2 separate regions of the Hordeum vulgare genome follow, and region 2 is linked to region 1. Evidence: chromatin contacts called from public Hi-C data. All regions are on one chromosome and are shown on one strand. The core of a region is the stretch at or near the end of the contact, and the rest is flanking DNA. Distances in the headings are between cores, read along the strand shown.

Evidence for each region. Hi-C and Micro-C count contacts between places; a contact is called where the count stands out from the background.
Region 2: a Hi-C map of leaf shows a contact between it and region 1, with 5 times the contacts expected there. The contact joins the enhancer-like site here to the promoter of LOC123425011 in region 1. A contact is called at or near these places in 4 of 6 Hi-C or Micro-C datasets (leaf and seedling) and 1 of 1 datasets of contacts at active chromatin or transcription factors (embryo).

What each region holds. Positions count from the first base shown.
Region 1 is chr2H:63,795,245-63,802,785 of MorexV3_pseudomolecules_assembly, forward strand. LOC123425011 (cytochrome P450 734A5-like) reads right to left here and starts at 2,342. Exons shown (of 3, transcript XM_045108685.1): 1 at 1,391-2,342; 2 at 1-386. The coding sequence starts at 1,682.
Region 2 is chr2H:63,942,071-63,949,107 of MorexV3_pseudomolecules_assembly, forward strand. No RefSeq gene overlaps it. Among protein-coding and RNA genes, the nearest start is that of LOC123425012, 140 kb to the right of the region's middle. Within about 2 kb of position 1,926, at least 2 of the 3 cell types and tissues checked have open chromatin away from gene starts, as enhancers often do. A contact at or near this core is called in leaf, where this site is marked.

The DNA.
Region 1 (7,541 bases), core at 1,092-3,591:
GTTCCGGCGCCCGAACGTGGCGAACGTGATCACCTCCTGCGGCACGCGCTGGAACCACTCGGCCACGTCCACCTCCGCCTCGCCACCGCCGCCGTCGACGGCCTTCGCCGCCAGCTCGTCGAGCATCCGGCGCATGGTGGCGCCGATGAAGGGCACGAGCGGCTTGAGGTTCTCGGTGTGGAACGCCGGCGAGAGCACGCGGCGGTGGCGCGCCCACTGGCCGCCCCGGAGGTTGCCGAGGCCGTAGCCCTCGAACTGGCAGATGAGCGGGTGCGCCTCGTACCGGTCGAAGTGCTCCGCCCGCGTCAGCAGCACCTCCCGTATCAGCTCCGGCGCGCTGATCGTCAGCCTCGCCTTGGTCCCGAACCAGATCAGATGCTTCGGGCCTGCCAAATGTCAACCGTCAGAATCATGCCCTCGCTTCGCCCCGGCCGTTCGATCTGCCCTCGGACGGTCGAGATCGAGGCAAGCCGTTGGAACGAGAGGGGAATTATCTTGGGTGTCCCTGCCGCGCCGCAAGATTTAAACAGGGGATAATAAACTAATCAATCAGAGCAGATCAGCAGAAGCAAAGTTGGATCCTGAACCGAAATGCGTGCTCTGGCTGGCAGCGCAGCATCAACCGAACGACGGAGACGACGACTTAAGCACAGATTAAGCAAGCCGCAAGCAGCGCGTGCATGTGGGCATGGATCTGCGATTCTCCTCGCCGCGGGCATGCATGTCCGCCGCTTACATAATCTAGCCGCATTATTATCGCGCATCGACAGCCTGGTGGAACCATCGGCCGATCATGCATGGCAGGCGAACATCGCCAGGTTTGACTTGGGATGGAGCTTGTTGCATATGCGGATTTTTGCTGGCGATGCTAGATAGCTGCTTGTCAGTAGTTTTTATCATCATTCAACATTTACAAAAGCGAATGAAGCAAGTAGTGTATTTTTTTCTTACGAAAAGTAGTGTATATATTTATATATAGTAGTACGTACATACTGCTACTACGTCAAAAAGGTAAAATGGAGGGGGTCACCTAACCAAACGAGGGAGAGAGGGAGGGAGGCACCATAGTTTTTTAAAAACCCAAGCTCTTGTTCCTACTTGCAAAAGCATGGAAGCATGTCCCCTCCTTTCCTCCGGCCGGCTTCACGCGTCACCCTGTCTCGTCGTCTAATCTTTGTTTATTTCCTCCTATGTGTGCAAACATATGCACGCGCTTTTCCTCAGAAATATTGATTGATCGCGGCATCGCGGCGACAAATAAAGCCAGGCAAAAACTCCATGGATGCATGAAGAACACAACGGAGAATTGGCCGAGGGCAAAACCGGAGGAAGAAGAAGAAGAAGAGGAGATTGTCACCGGATAGCTAGCTAGTGTCGTTGATGGATTTACCGTAGAGCTTCCTCCAATGGTGGTAGAAGGCGAGGACCCGGGGGAGGATGTCGTGGGAGCCCGGCGGCGCCATGGGGCGGGACGACGCGTCCAGCATCAGCCTCACCAGCTCGATGGAGCTGCCCACGAAGAAGCGGTACCCGGGCCCGCGCACGCCCTGCCCGGCGAAGTGCCGCTCCAGACGCCGGGGACGCAGCCACAGCGCCTCCGCCGCCGCGCGCGCGCACAGGCACGCCGCGCCCACCAGCACGGCGGCGCCCCACGGCCACGACCACCAGGACGGCGGCCACATGGCGGCTACGTACCTGCTCGAGCGACCTCGACCCCTGGCTGGCTGGCAACAACACGAGCCTGCTGATCTCTCTGCTGGCCTCGATCGGAGAGCGCGCGCCACGACGACGACGGCGAATGTGCGGCGCCGGTCCCGAGGCTTATATACGCGGGCTGCTGGTGGTGGTGGGCGGCGGCACAAGAAGAATTTCGGGCGATTGCACCATTGGCTGCCGGGTGCTGACTTGATTAGTTTATTACAAAAATATCCTTAATCTAGCTGCAATCCAGGTGTGTGTGTATGGTTCGACGGAGGTTAAATTGGTTTGGATTAACAGCGGTCAATGCCTGCCTACCTAATCCAGCACTCCGGTAGTTTTTGCAAGTGTTTTTTTTTTAAATTTCTTTTTTGCAATTTTTTGTTTTGTTCTGCGAGAACACATATGATAAGGACGGAAATATCATTACAAAGCTCCACATTCTCGAAACCACGGTCAAGGTCAAGAAGTAATGACATAGTTTCCACGGTCATCATCGTCGATTACAAAAAATGGCAAGGGGAAGTCAGAAAAGCTTTCACTCATGGCCATTGGTTCTGGAAAACATGGTTGAGAAGGAAGGGGGAAAATCACAAAGTTTCCACGCTCATCGCCGTCGATAGCGAAAGCACCGAAACGAAACAAAGGGGAAAACATTCTGCAAAAGAGACCTTTTGCCAATAAGTGAACCACTATATGATTGGCAATGTCAATAAGTCAATAACTTGGAGAGCGGTTCATTTCTTGAAGTCATACCGTCGATTCCGAAAACACGGTTAAGAATAAAGCAAAAAAAAAAAACCCGTAAAGTTTCTACACTCACCACCGTAGATTCGAGATACACAGATTAAAATGAAAAAAAAAGACATGAAGTTTCCATGTTCATCACCTTCTATACCGAAAATATGGAAAATAAAATAAGGAGGAAAATACATTATAGTACTCTACACAATTATTTTTTTATTTTGCATATAAGATTTATCCTAACTCAGACTTCCTAAAATTTGATCAAATTGTATTAGAAACATTAACACCTACAGGAATAAAGATATACTACAATATAAAAGTTATTTCCATGATGCATCTGATGATATTGAATTAATAGTTTGATATTGTGAATGTTGATTTTTTTTCTATAGTTTTGGTCAAATGTGATGAAGTTTGATCTGGGACAAAACTTATATGTAGAGTAAAAAGAAATGGAGGGGTATGAAAGATGTATTGCTTAGCTACTTAGAGCATCTACAGTCGGAACTTACAAATTCGGTCCGTCAAACGTCCTTAGATGCGTCCGATCAGTGACCGAGCGTGTCTCTTTTGAGCCCCTACATTTTAATCTGTACAACCGTACCTTTTATATTTTTTCTCATATGTTTGGTCCTTTGCACGTGATTGATGAAGAAAAATAAAAAAGACGGTCCAGGATAGGGTCGCGTCCTACGTGACGGACTGACCGGGCGTGTCCGGACGCGTCCATGAGTCCTCATATCATCTCCATATTTAAGATGAATATAAGAAATGTCGGTCAGTTCAGACGTTTAATATGAATATGAGGGTTTTGATTGAATTGACGTTTAAAACAGGTTTGAGAGGTCCGCCTAGATGCTCTTAGTAAACCATGGCATGATTGCATATGACAATAGGTCAACAACACGAACGGTTAATTTCTTGAGCAGCCGTGGGCCGTCAAGCTTCTAGCAATTCGTCAAAGGTGAGTAGCTTTTGCACTGCACCTTTTGTAGGAGTAGCAGTATCTCGTTTGTGTTCCCACGATTCTTTTGGCGATCGCAAGTGTGTACCTGGATGGGACATGGTCGAAACATGGTTAGGAACAAAGGAAAAGGACGGCGATTTGTTTTTTTGAACAACATAATCTAAGTCGTTTATATACACATACATACATCCATTCATATGAATGCGTACACACACGCATCTTTAAGAGACCAAATCGACATAGCATCTTGAGATTTTACAAAATTATTATAGACACCTCGTGATCAATGTGAACGTCTCCTTTCGTCGAATGAACTTTGCCGGAAACCTGAAATAAATCCATTAATAATGCGAGCATCAATGTTAAATTTAGGATTTAAATTTTAACGAGCTGAAGATATCATTGTTTTTCCAATCATCCAATCATAACTTAGTCTGTAAAAGAGGGACGATTTGATTAACGTGAGAACAAAAGTATATATCCCAAAAACATGGAGCACACACATTAGCTTTGACGAAAAACAAATGCACTCGAGCCTTTTTTGCCTGCCCCGCCTTCCTTGTGCCCTGAATTATTTTCTTGGCCAGGCGTTTTGGGGGCGTGGGGCGCAACGAGGGCAGGTTGACATGGGGCTGTGGATTTGGGTCTCTCTCTCTCCCTCTTGTTGGCTTGCTGTCCGTGCCCCCCGCATGCACCGCAAAAGGATGGATACAGGTCGCACCGGTCGGCGTCCTGTCTCTCTCCCCATGTCTGTCGCCTCACGCTCGCTCGGGACAGCCTCTCCTCCTGTGACATGTCTGCCTGGACAAAAATATCGGTACCGAGTAGTACAATTTTAGAATTCTGTACTGATCGGTTGGGGCTGCGCTGCATCTGCATGGATCGGTTGCTAGCCAGGTGCTGGTCTCCCTCTGCTTGTTTCTCTTCTCTCACGATCTTGTGTACAGTACAGCTACGTGATTCCCTTGTTCTTTGGATGGATCATTACTAGTTCTTCCGCTGGGGGACGGCTGGCCGCAGACACGGAGCAGTCAGGAACTCACGGACTATGTTATGGGGCCGATATAGTGTACTATGAATTTTTCTTCTCTTTTAGCTATTGAATGAAGCAATTTTTTTTGCCTTGATTTCAAAAAAAAAAGTTTCTTTCAGGGAGAGCTACGTTTTTGTTTGCTAGTATCATCTGGTGCCAATGCCATGAGACGACGCGCGCGTCGGATCGGGTTTCCTATTGACGCCAGGTTCTCGTGCCGTTTTGTTTATCTGCCAAAGTGACGCACTGCCCGATCTTCCATGGATACAGCCAGCTGGTATTGTACTGCAGTCGTAGAGAAACACGGCTCGGTCAGTACCGTATTTCTGCCGGGAGCGAGCGCACGTCGCTCTCACACAACTCACGAGTCGCCGCTCTTGTGTAAGTAGAAAAAGTCACACATACATACATAAATCTCTACTCCTAATGTGTGAGTTGGTAGTCTTGCCTCATTCCGGTTAATCTTTCTCCAACTATTACCACTTGTTACAGCATATTTTTCCATATGTGGTTTTAGTAATTGATGGCAATCCATATTGACTAATAGTTGCCTTGAGTTATATTTAAAATATTTATTCATAGTCACTTTTTAAAGTCCATCTATTGATTTCAAGAAGTTTATATAAAGACCAAGATGACATTCAAGGTTTTATTCAAAGGTTGATCATAAAGACACAAGGTTGATCAAGACTAAATCAAAGAGTGAATCAAGTTGATCAACACACAAAGCGTACAAGATGTACCGAGAAGGATCAAGTGATCCCATGGTATGATAAGCATTTTCCATTATGCTTTATGCACTAACCCATGGTCTTCATGAGAGTTCTATGTAGGGTTAGGTGTGTTTTCATACGCTCGCGTCAAGAGGAATATCTCATAAGACCCATGGAGGATGACATCAAGTGATGATCGTCATCAATATTGCGGTGTGCAAGTTCAAGTGAAGCATCACAAAGAGATCATGCTTGAAGCTTGCCGTCCAATGTGGTGACAATGGACTTGTGAAGACGCACCGAAGAGTGGCTCACCCATAATGAGTATAGGGGAGCAATCAACTAGTCTTCATCGAACCAACGCAATGAAGAAAGGTGGTCCATCTCAAGGAAGTCAAGATCGTCATCATCAAGTTCAAGTGCACTATGTGCAATGTATAGGTTTATCCTTGATAGGTTTTCTATTTTACCAGTCTCATGGTGGTAGTTGGGAGACTCGGTTATATGATAGATTGTCGTACTTTTAAGGAGGGCTCTCAAATAAGTAGCTTGATCGTATCGTTCGTTGAGAGCTCAAACCATTTGCATCCTGAGGGAGTCCGGGATTCTAGGGTCCTTGGGTGGCTGGTTAGTCAATATTGGATGAGCCCATTGGGCCGCGCTGGAGAAGACCTGGCTTGATGACGACCTCTACTTTGGAAGGATATCCCGAAGATTGGGGTGTACTCCAACTTTAGAAAGATAGGTCGGCTCATCTATTCGCGATTATAGTCGATAACTTGTAAACCCTAGGGACCCTGGTGTCTATATAAACCAGGAACCCCTATCCGTATAGAGGAGGCTGAATCATCTAGGGTTTAGCATATACGATCTCGAGGTAGATCAACTCTGTAATCATCTTCATCAATACAATCAAGCAGGACATAGGGTATTACCTCCATAGGAGGGCCCGAATCTGGTTAAACCATTGTCTCCCCCTTCTTCCTGCAACCCATCGATCCAAGGTCCACATTTCGGGACCCCCTACCTGAGATCCGCCGGTTTTGACACCGACATTGGTGCTTTAATTGAGAGTTCCACTGCAGGATCGCCAAAAGGTTCGATGGCTCGGCTAATTGTCAGTGATAGAATAAGCAATGGTGACGTCTTTGTCCCCGGATGGGTTCTCTCGTTTGGCAGCATCACGCCGCGCGCAGACCCAACCGGCCGTCTTGGCCAGATCAGAAATTTCGTCCCCGATCAGCAAGCGAGGTCAGGGAATTTTGAACCCCCAAACCGTCCGTAGACCAATCTGATCCTCCCAAGAATCCTGGCCTTAGCCGATGAGATCAGAAACCCCGAAGATTTAACTTCGGGTCCCATTCCCGGCCATGTCCTTGGATCCCTCTCTTTTGAATAGTCGGCCCTAGATCGGACCCAACCCGGACGACGGGATCACAGCAAATGGCTTTGACCAAACAAGGCGCTGGGGAAAATAAAACTCGAGAAGGCCACGACAACCTTGGTATACCAGAACATCCGCTCGAGGATGCGGACCAACCCGAGGAGCAGGACGGCCCCGACGACATCAACAGGTCGAACGACGATGATTATGTCCCCCCCCCCCCCCGACGACTACCCGAAGGACGAAGACTTCGCAATACCCGATGACCTCGGAGGTCAGGAAGAATTTTGGCAGCTACTCCTAGCTACCTCTCGAAGCTTAAAGGTAAAGGGGCGTCAACTTCAGACCGAACAAGAAATTATAAACAACAGGTGGACCAAGGTACTGGCCGCCGAAGAAGAGACCGACCCTGGATGGCCGGATCAGAAGAAAAGTTACCCACATCACCGACTGTTGCCACAATTCGATGAAGAGGCCCCAAAGCCCGCATCCCCCAAACACACATATTATGGCCATCCTGATCGCCCGCCTCGAGGGCGCGACAGGGTTTTGTCGGACACTGAATATTATCCCGAGCCGCCTCGTGGAAAGGTGAAAGAGAGAGCGCACCCTGTGGCAGAAATGACCCGCGATAGAACCTGGATAACAAGATAGGCCGCGGCAGATCCATTTAGAATCAAGAAAGTACTCCCCCACTAGATGGAACTGAGAGCCACCTCGGGTCCCCTACTACGCCAGAGACCGGGATTCATACCGGACTCAACCCAAAGCCGATCTTCGGCACAAGATAGTCCGGACTAGAGGCGCCACACACTCACTATGCTTCACAGACGAAGTAATGCATCACCAATTTTTGAAAGGATTCAAACTTGTCAACATAGAACAGTATGTTGAAACTACGGATCCTGTAGTATGGATAGAAGATTTCTTTCTCCACATTCACATGGCGAGAGGAGATGATCTCCACGCCATCAAATACTTGCCCCTTAAGTTGAAAGG
Region 2 (7,037 bases), core at 676-3,175, 150 kb after region 1:
CATCATTTGCTTGCTTGTATCATTGTTGTTGTTAGCATCATATATGTTGTTCACTTAGTTGCATATCTGGATAACCTATTTGTTCCTAACCTAAGTTGTTAAGAAAAGCTAAAAATAGGTAGTTGCATATTCACCCGCCCCATCTAGTCAATCATATCGGTCGTTTCATCGGGCAGCCCGACTGGCCCGCACTGGCCCGCATCGACCCCATATATATTTGTCCACATCCGCTCACCAAACCAAACCCTAGCCACTTCACTTCACTCCCCTCCACTCCCATCCGCCACCCTAGCTCACCTGAGGCGATCTTCGGCCTTCTTCGGCATGGAAGGCAGCGGATCTGACTCCAACCATTCCGGATCCATCGACCGGGGGTCGTCCCCTGCGGACTGGGGGAGGCAATGGTGGTCTGCACTATACTCCATCGCTCACGCGTGGACAGCACCCAGCCGACGATAAGATATGACTGCCGCGACTCCATAGTCTCTGCTGAACGGACGCTCGATTCCTCTAGGGCGGGATCATCATGGTTACGTCAGGAGGAAAATCTCTCCTTTCCCACCATCGGTCCGGCAGATTTCGAGTCCCACCGGGAATGGGCCGCGTGCCGTGGGAAGGAGAGGATAAGGGCCGCCGAGACCTTTCTCGCGGAGGAGATGGTGGCGGTGGAGGCGGCTGATGCGGCAGCGGAGTGGGCAAACGCACAAGAGGAAGCCATCCGCGCCCGCATTTTAAAGAAACAATAACGGAGGAACATGTGCACCCTCACTCGAAAGCAGAATCGGGCGGTCCGTGAAATGGTCGGACTACCATCGAAGAAGGAGGAAGTGAGCGACGGCGAGGACAGCTCCGACGACGAGCAGATCCGTCTCGATCTGTACTACGTTTTTGACGGGTACTTCGATGTGAAGGATGACAAGGGCTTCGGGAAGGACAAGGAAAGTTGTGGATGATTTCTACCATAGCCAAAGATGCCAAATTTTAATAGTTCGGCAAATAGTAATGATGGAGTAGTCGGACAATGTGTGTAATGCATCGACGTAGTAGTTGCATGGTTTGTATGGACTTAAAATATACTCCCACCGTTCCAAAATAAGTGACTTAAAAATAACTCAACTTTGTACTCCCTCCATCACAGTATATTGGACGTATCTCACAGGGCTCTGGGACCTAGATGTTTTTCTATTGGTAGGAAAAACCGAGCCGACGAGCTGTAGAAGCGCCTAATTAATCGCAAAACTGACGCATTAGTAACCCCACGCCCATTAAACAAGCGACTCCCTCGCATGCATTGGTGGAGGCGGTTTCCAAAACACCCCAGTTAATAGGCTAATTAATGTCACGCGCCTTGTTTCCTTCTAATTGTGAAAAATTATCGTTTTGAAGATACGTCTAAAATACTGTGATGGAGGAAGTACTAAAATAGTATTTTTTAAGTCACCTGTTTTGGAACAAAAAGAGTAAGATTTAAGATGTCTAGTTCTAAAATGCATTATTTAAGATGTAACCGATAGCGTGCGTGGAATGGACACGTATTAGCAAGTTCCGGCTGTAACTGCTCTTACACAACGGAGGGCGTAGAACATTTGCCTCGGTTTCAAAACATAACAAGAGTTTCGCCTTCCACCACGATCCGAGCAACAACCAGGTTCTATTCGCGCCAGTCTTTGATTAACTATATCGCGTCAGTCATGTTCCGGGGGTGGTGGTTGCGTCGATAAAACATTTTCTTTCTGACAGTTGGTGTTGTCAAATACAGTAGGTACTTGCAGTACTAAAAACACATAACCGTAGTCCCAATCAAGCGCGAGGCAAACTGCTGTCATCGCGTGCCGCCCGCGCCGCGGTGTTGAGTTGACAGCTGGTTACCGCGGCGACACGCAGGAATGACGCGGCAAACAACAATCGGTCCGCTTGCCGCCACCCCCCGTTGACATCGCACGAGAGGAGAGATACGGTGATGCCATCTCATCACTTGATCTTGATTGGGGCCTCCCTCGTTTAAGTAACGAGCTCGTTCCGTCAGCCGCCACCCAAAAGTCAGCTTCTCGAGCATCATCCATGACCGTATGCATAGGTTGACAACTTATTACGGCTTTAGATTATCGTCGTTTCGGTTGGAAGATAAACATGGGAGTGGTAAAATAATCAAGTGCCTGTCATGGTAGCTCTAGCAGGAAGTGGCCACAGCTGCTGGCTGCTTTTTAGAGGTGGATCAGCATTCCGTTCCGCCAGCCACCTGCTTGCTGTTGCCAAGTGTCGTCCGCACCCTGGTGGTTAGCGCAAGACAGCAGAGGAATTCTCTGCTCTGTTTTTTCACAAGGATAAACGGGATAACGGGTATATCATGCCATTCATTATACTGGAATGTTTTGGGACAGTGTACTTAGTATATGCTGACAGAATCGAGCACCAAGTTCACATGGTAAATTTAAACAATGAATGGACAATATACCAGAGCAACAGCGCAAGAGAGCAGCGGCACATGATAAAGCGTGCGAGTTCAAAAAGAAAAACTACCGTTACCGTCTGCATACATAAGTACGTCTGCAGATCTTTGTTAGGCAATCACCTAGGCTGGCAAGAAAGGACGGCGCATGGTAAAAGCCATCCTTCAGCTCATTCAGGACGGAATGTGCTTTTGCCAAGAGATCATTACGATGTGATTCGCGCGCACACACGCCAGTATGCTCCATGGTGGAAAAGGGATTTTTCAAAGACCCATATGTCTTTAACCAGTACCTGCACAAGGATTTACAGATGCCAAACGTGCATCAGGAGAATGTTTAGCCATGCAACTGCTCGACTGTCCTCAAGGTTATAAAACACTACTACTGCTTGATATAACAAACAGACAAGAAAAGGAAAATCTGAAGTTTTCGACAGCATTCTAATATGTACTTCCACGTGATACATCATGCAATGAGAATGACGAGTACCACCAAATAATATATTTTCTGTGTTGTTAGTTTTCATGGAATTTAGGGAATAGAAAGCAGTGGAATGTCCATAAAGTGATGCCCCCAATGTTCAGTCACCTGATAGTAAGCAGCTATTTAATACGAAGATGTCAATTTACAGGTTACTCCATCAAATTAGACACCTCAGGTTCAGGAAACATACTTGCCTAATAAGGTGGATTTCAACCAGTTTTTGTCAATCTAATAAAGCTCGCATGGTAATCACAATTGTCGCAGACAATTAAATCACAAACTAGTCATTAACTGGTACTTGGCCAAATACAGTAGTTTCCTAAATCATGAACTAGTTACTAACTATATTTAGCTAAATACAGTAGTCTTTGTTCAGCGTCTATCTATATTCTGGCTGCCAGCACGCAACCATATGGAATTCTGATCCAACTTTGACTCCATGTGTACTTAATGCCAGCAAGCAGTCAGTGGGTGACTTGTGGCCAGATGATAAAAGTGTACACTGTTCCTGATATTTTATCTTTTGGTGTTGATCACAGTAATGTTACTTGTCATTTAGGTAATGATAGATGTACCACTGAAGCAATGTGAAGGCATATGCAGAGGGCATACTGTGGACAAACTTGCACGAGGAACTACTAACATTTCAAAAAAAGTTCGAGGGCAAAGCCATGCACTTCATGTTTTACACCAAAATTTGAAATAATCTGACACATTCAATTTACCTCCTTTGACTTGTCTCCTGACACAACCTCCCTTTTCGAATTATAGGCTTCAAATTTCTACAGGATATATAATTGAAATGGTCAAGGGGTACTTATAGAAGGACAGAATAATATATACTGCATATCCATGGTAGCAACAAGCCATCTACTCGTAGCACAAAAGACAAAACAGCGAGAAACAGACACAACCTAATAATGCAGTGATCAAGCAAAAGAAACGTATATATACCCATAATACAATGATTAACAAATAAACTTACTACTCCCTCCGTCCCAAAATAAGTGTCGTTGATCTAGTACAATTTTTTTACTAATTTAGTACTAAATCTGCGACACTTATTTTGGGACGGAGGGAGTATTATCATTGCACCTTATGTTAGTGGACATTTTACAGTGCATGGCTTTTGATGCTTACAATATTGCAGATCGTTGATATTATGTCAAATCAAAATGTCAGTCTTCTTTGAATGACGTAGGCGTTGAAGTGTATATGTGGATTGCCTAGCCCGTTCCATCGGGTTCGAACTTTTGGTTGCGTTGGCTAGTGCATGAAGCTTAACAGTAGGCATCAGTGTTCTAGAAAAATAGAAAAGAACACATGACAATTTCTTCAAAGGTCTTGGGGACATACCCTCCAAACTGTGTAGGTAATCGGGCAGACTTATATGCATGCCAACACTGTGAAAGTGGCAGTTCAATGCTGCATCCTAGTTCAACAATGAAACAAAATACTCCCTCCGTAAGGAAATATAAGAGCATTAAGATCACTACTTATATTTCTTTACAGAGGGAGTACTTGATAACAATATGGTAGCTAGACTAGAATGCACGACCCGGCCGACATCCGGCGCGCCGCCACCCTGGAGATCATTGAGCAGCTACCCGGCCGTGTCCCGTCGGAGGCACCAGCCATCAGAACACTCACCTTTCCCGTGTCCATTGCTCTCACCAAGGCGGAGTTGATCAGGGCTGTTCCGGCCGTCGTCCAGGACGCTGCGGGCAGTGCCGGAGACGGCGAGGACGGTGGCGCAGACGGCCGACATGGCCCCGGCAAGGGGCATGGTCACGGTCCTGGCCCTGGTCCCGGGCGCGCTCGCCGGCGTGGCCGCAAACACCGTCGTACGGCCGAGGCGCAGAACGGCCAGGCTGATGGCATGGCAGTGGACGCGCTTGCGTTGCATGCGCACGTCCATGGGCGCTCCGGCCGTTCAGACGGCGCCGGCGCGGTGGTTCCCTGGCCGTGCCGCGGCAGGGGTTGTGCCCCAAGCGGGCTGGCATGCTGACCTGGCCTGGTCAGCAGGGCCCAGCACGCCCTCGTCACGGCGTCAGAAAAGGGAAGCAGCACGCGCATGTTGTGACGTCCAAAGCGGCTTTGTCGGCGGGCCCATCGCGCAAAGTGGCAAGTCCATGCGAGGAGGAAGGTCCGGCCGTTCGCATCGGGACAGTTGGCGGCCCCCCGTTTGCTACTCAGGGCCATGATGCGGCTGGGGCGTCGACGTCGCGCACGTCCGAGGCAGATACGGACGGACCCACTCCTGCAGCGGCTGATCCTATGCCCTGTCGGGATCGTTGCCTGCGGCGCCTGGGCCCCGCCGAGCAGCGCGTGAGGTCGGTCGCTGCACCGCCTGCACCCCGGTCGGGACAAAACGAGCCGCTTTCCTCCTTTGCCGCTCCTGCACCGCCAAAGACCCTCCTTGACCAACCTCTGCGGATCCACTCGCGCGCCTTCGAGGAGAGGGCGGGACGCGCATCGTCACCCTCCGCCAGCATAGCTGATGCCACCCCGTCCCTACTAGCCAGCTCTGTTGCTGTAGGGCCCGCGGCCGTCGTGACCGCTGTCACCGCACCAGCGCCCTCGGATGCCGATAGGACCGAGCCCACAGGGGTGGTGGCTGACGCCGTAGTTGCTGGGACCGTGGCCGAGGATCCCCTGGTCACTGGGGCCATGCCTGGAGACGCGCCCACGCCCGATGGTTCGCTTGCTGTTGGGTCTGTGCTGTCCATGGACGCACAACCACAGCAGGGGCCAGGCGTGGATCCGCCCCGCGGCCGCGGCCATATCTCCATCCTGCCGAGGCCTGCATGCCAGCCGGACCCTGGGCCGTGCCCCGTCAGCACCCGGGCGCAGCCCCCGATGACAGGGCGCTTCGCTTCGCCGCCGATCACCTTGCAGAGACGTCAACCCTGCGAAGCCACCAGGCAGACATGGACGCTGGGTGCCTTCTTGTCGGCAGCAACCAAGCAACTAGATGCGATGCTGCCATCCCCTGGGAAACGCCAGCGGCCCCCCCTCAACTTCAGTCCCAGGAGGGGACGCTCCGCCGCCGCCGTCGCTCCGGCCTCCGCGCCCCTCACTACGGACAGAAGGGTTGTGGTTCAGATTCTCCGCACCCTCAGGATCGTCGGCGCGAATCAGCAGATCACCCCCGTCGAGATGAAGGCATATGACGACATGTTCGCCACGCCGATTAAGCTCCCGGCGCTGCATGCCATCGCCGCTCTGGTCGACCGAACGGTCCCTGCAGGCCTGTCACTGCCGGCTGGTGATGCCATGGCCTGCGCGCGCTAGGCTGGCGGTGCCTGTAGTCGACCTCTTGCTTATGTATCCAGGACCCCAGATAGCGGTTTGGAATGTCAGGGGCTTGAACTCGCACGCTAGGCGCTGTGCTATTCGCTCGCTGATATGTACCACCCGTGCATCCATTGTATGCCTCCAGGAAACTAAAATGGAGTTGGTCTGCTCGTCGATTGTGTTAGACACCCTTGGGTCCGAGTTTGATGGCTCTACCTATCTCCCAGCCGACGGCACCCGCGGCGGTATTCTTATCGCTTGGAAGAGTAGGGCTGTCACCATCTCCGACTCCCTATTCACGCAAAATGCGATCACGGTTAAAGTGTGCACGCCCAGCGGTGCCCCGTGGTGGCTAACCACGGTGTATGGCCCCCAAAGTGACCCCGACAAGCTCCTGTTCCTGCAAGAGCTGCGGGACATCCGGGCTGCTTGCCCGGGTCCTTGGATGCTATGCGGCGATTTTAACCTCATCTACCGTGACGCGGACAAGAGCTCCGGTACCCTGAACCGCCGTATGATGGGAAGGTTCCGACGCGCCATCAACGATCTTGCCCTGAAGGAGGTATACCTAAATGGGCGCCGCTTCACTTGGTCTAATGAGCAGTCTCCGCCGACGCTTGTGCACCTCGATCGAGTTCTCTGCACCACGGATTGGGAGGATTACCACGGGGAGTGCCACCTCCGATGCCTTGCATCTGCCGTGTTCGATCATTGCCCCCTACTGCTGGATTGCTCCCCCATGCCCACGGCCCACAGACGCTTCCGCTTCGAGGCTTTCTGGCTCCGCCTTGATGGATTCCACGACAC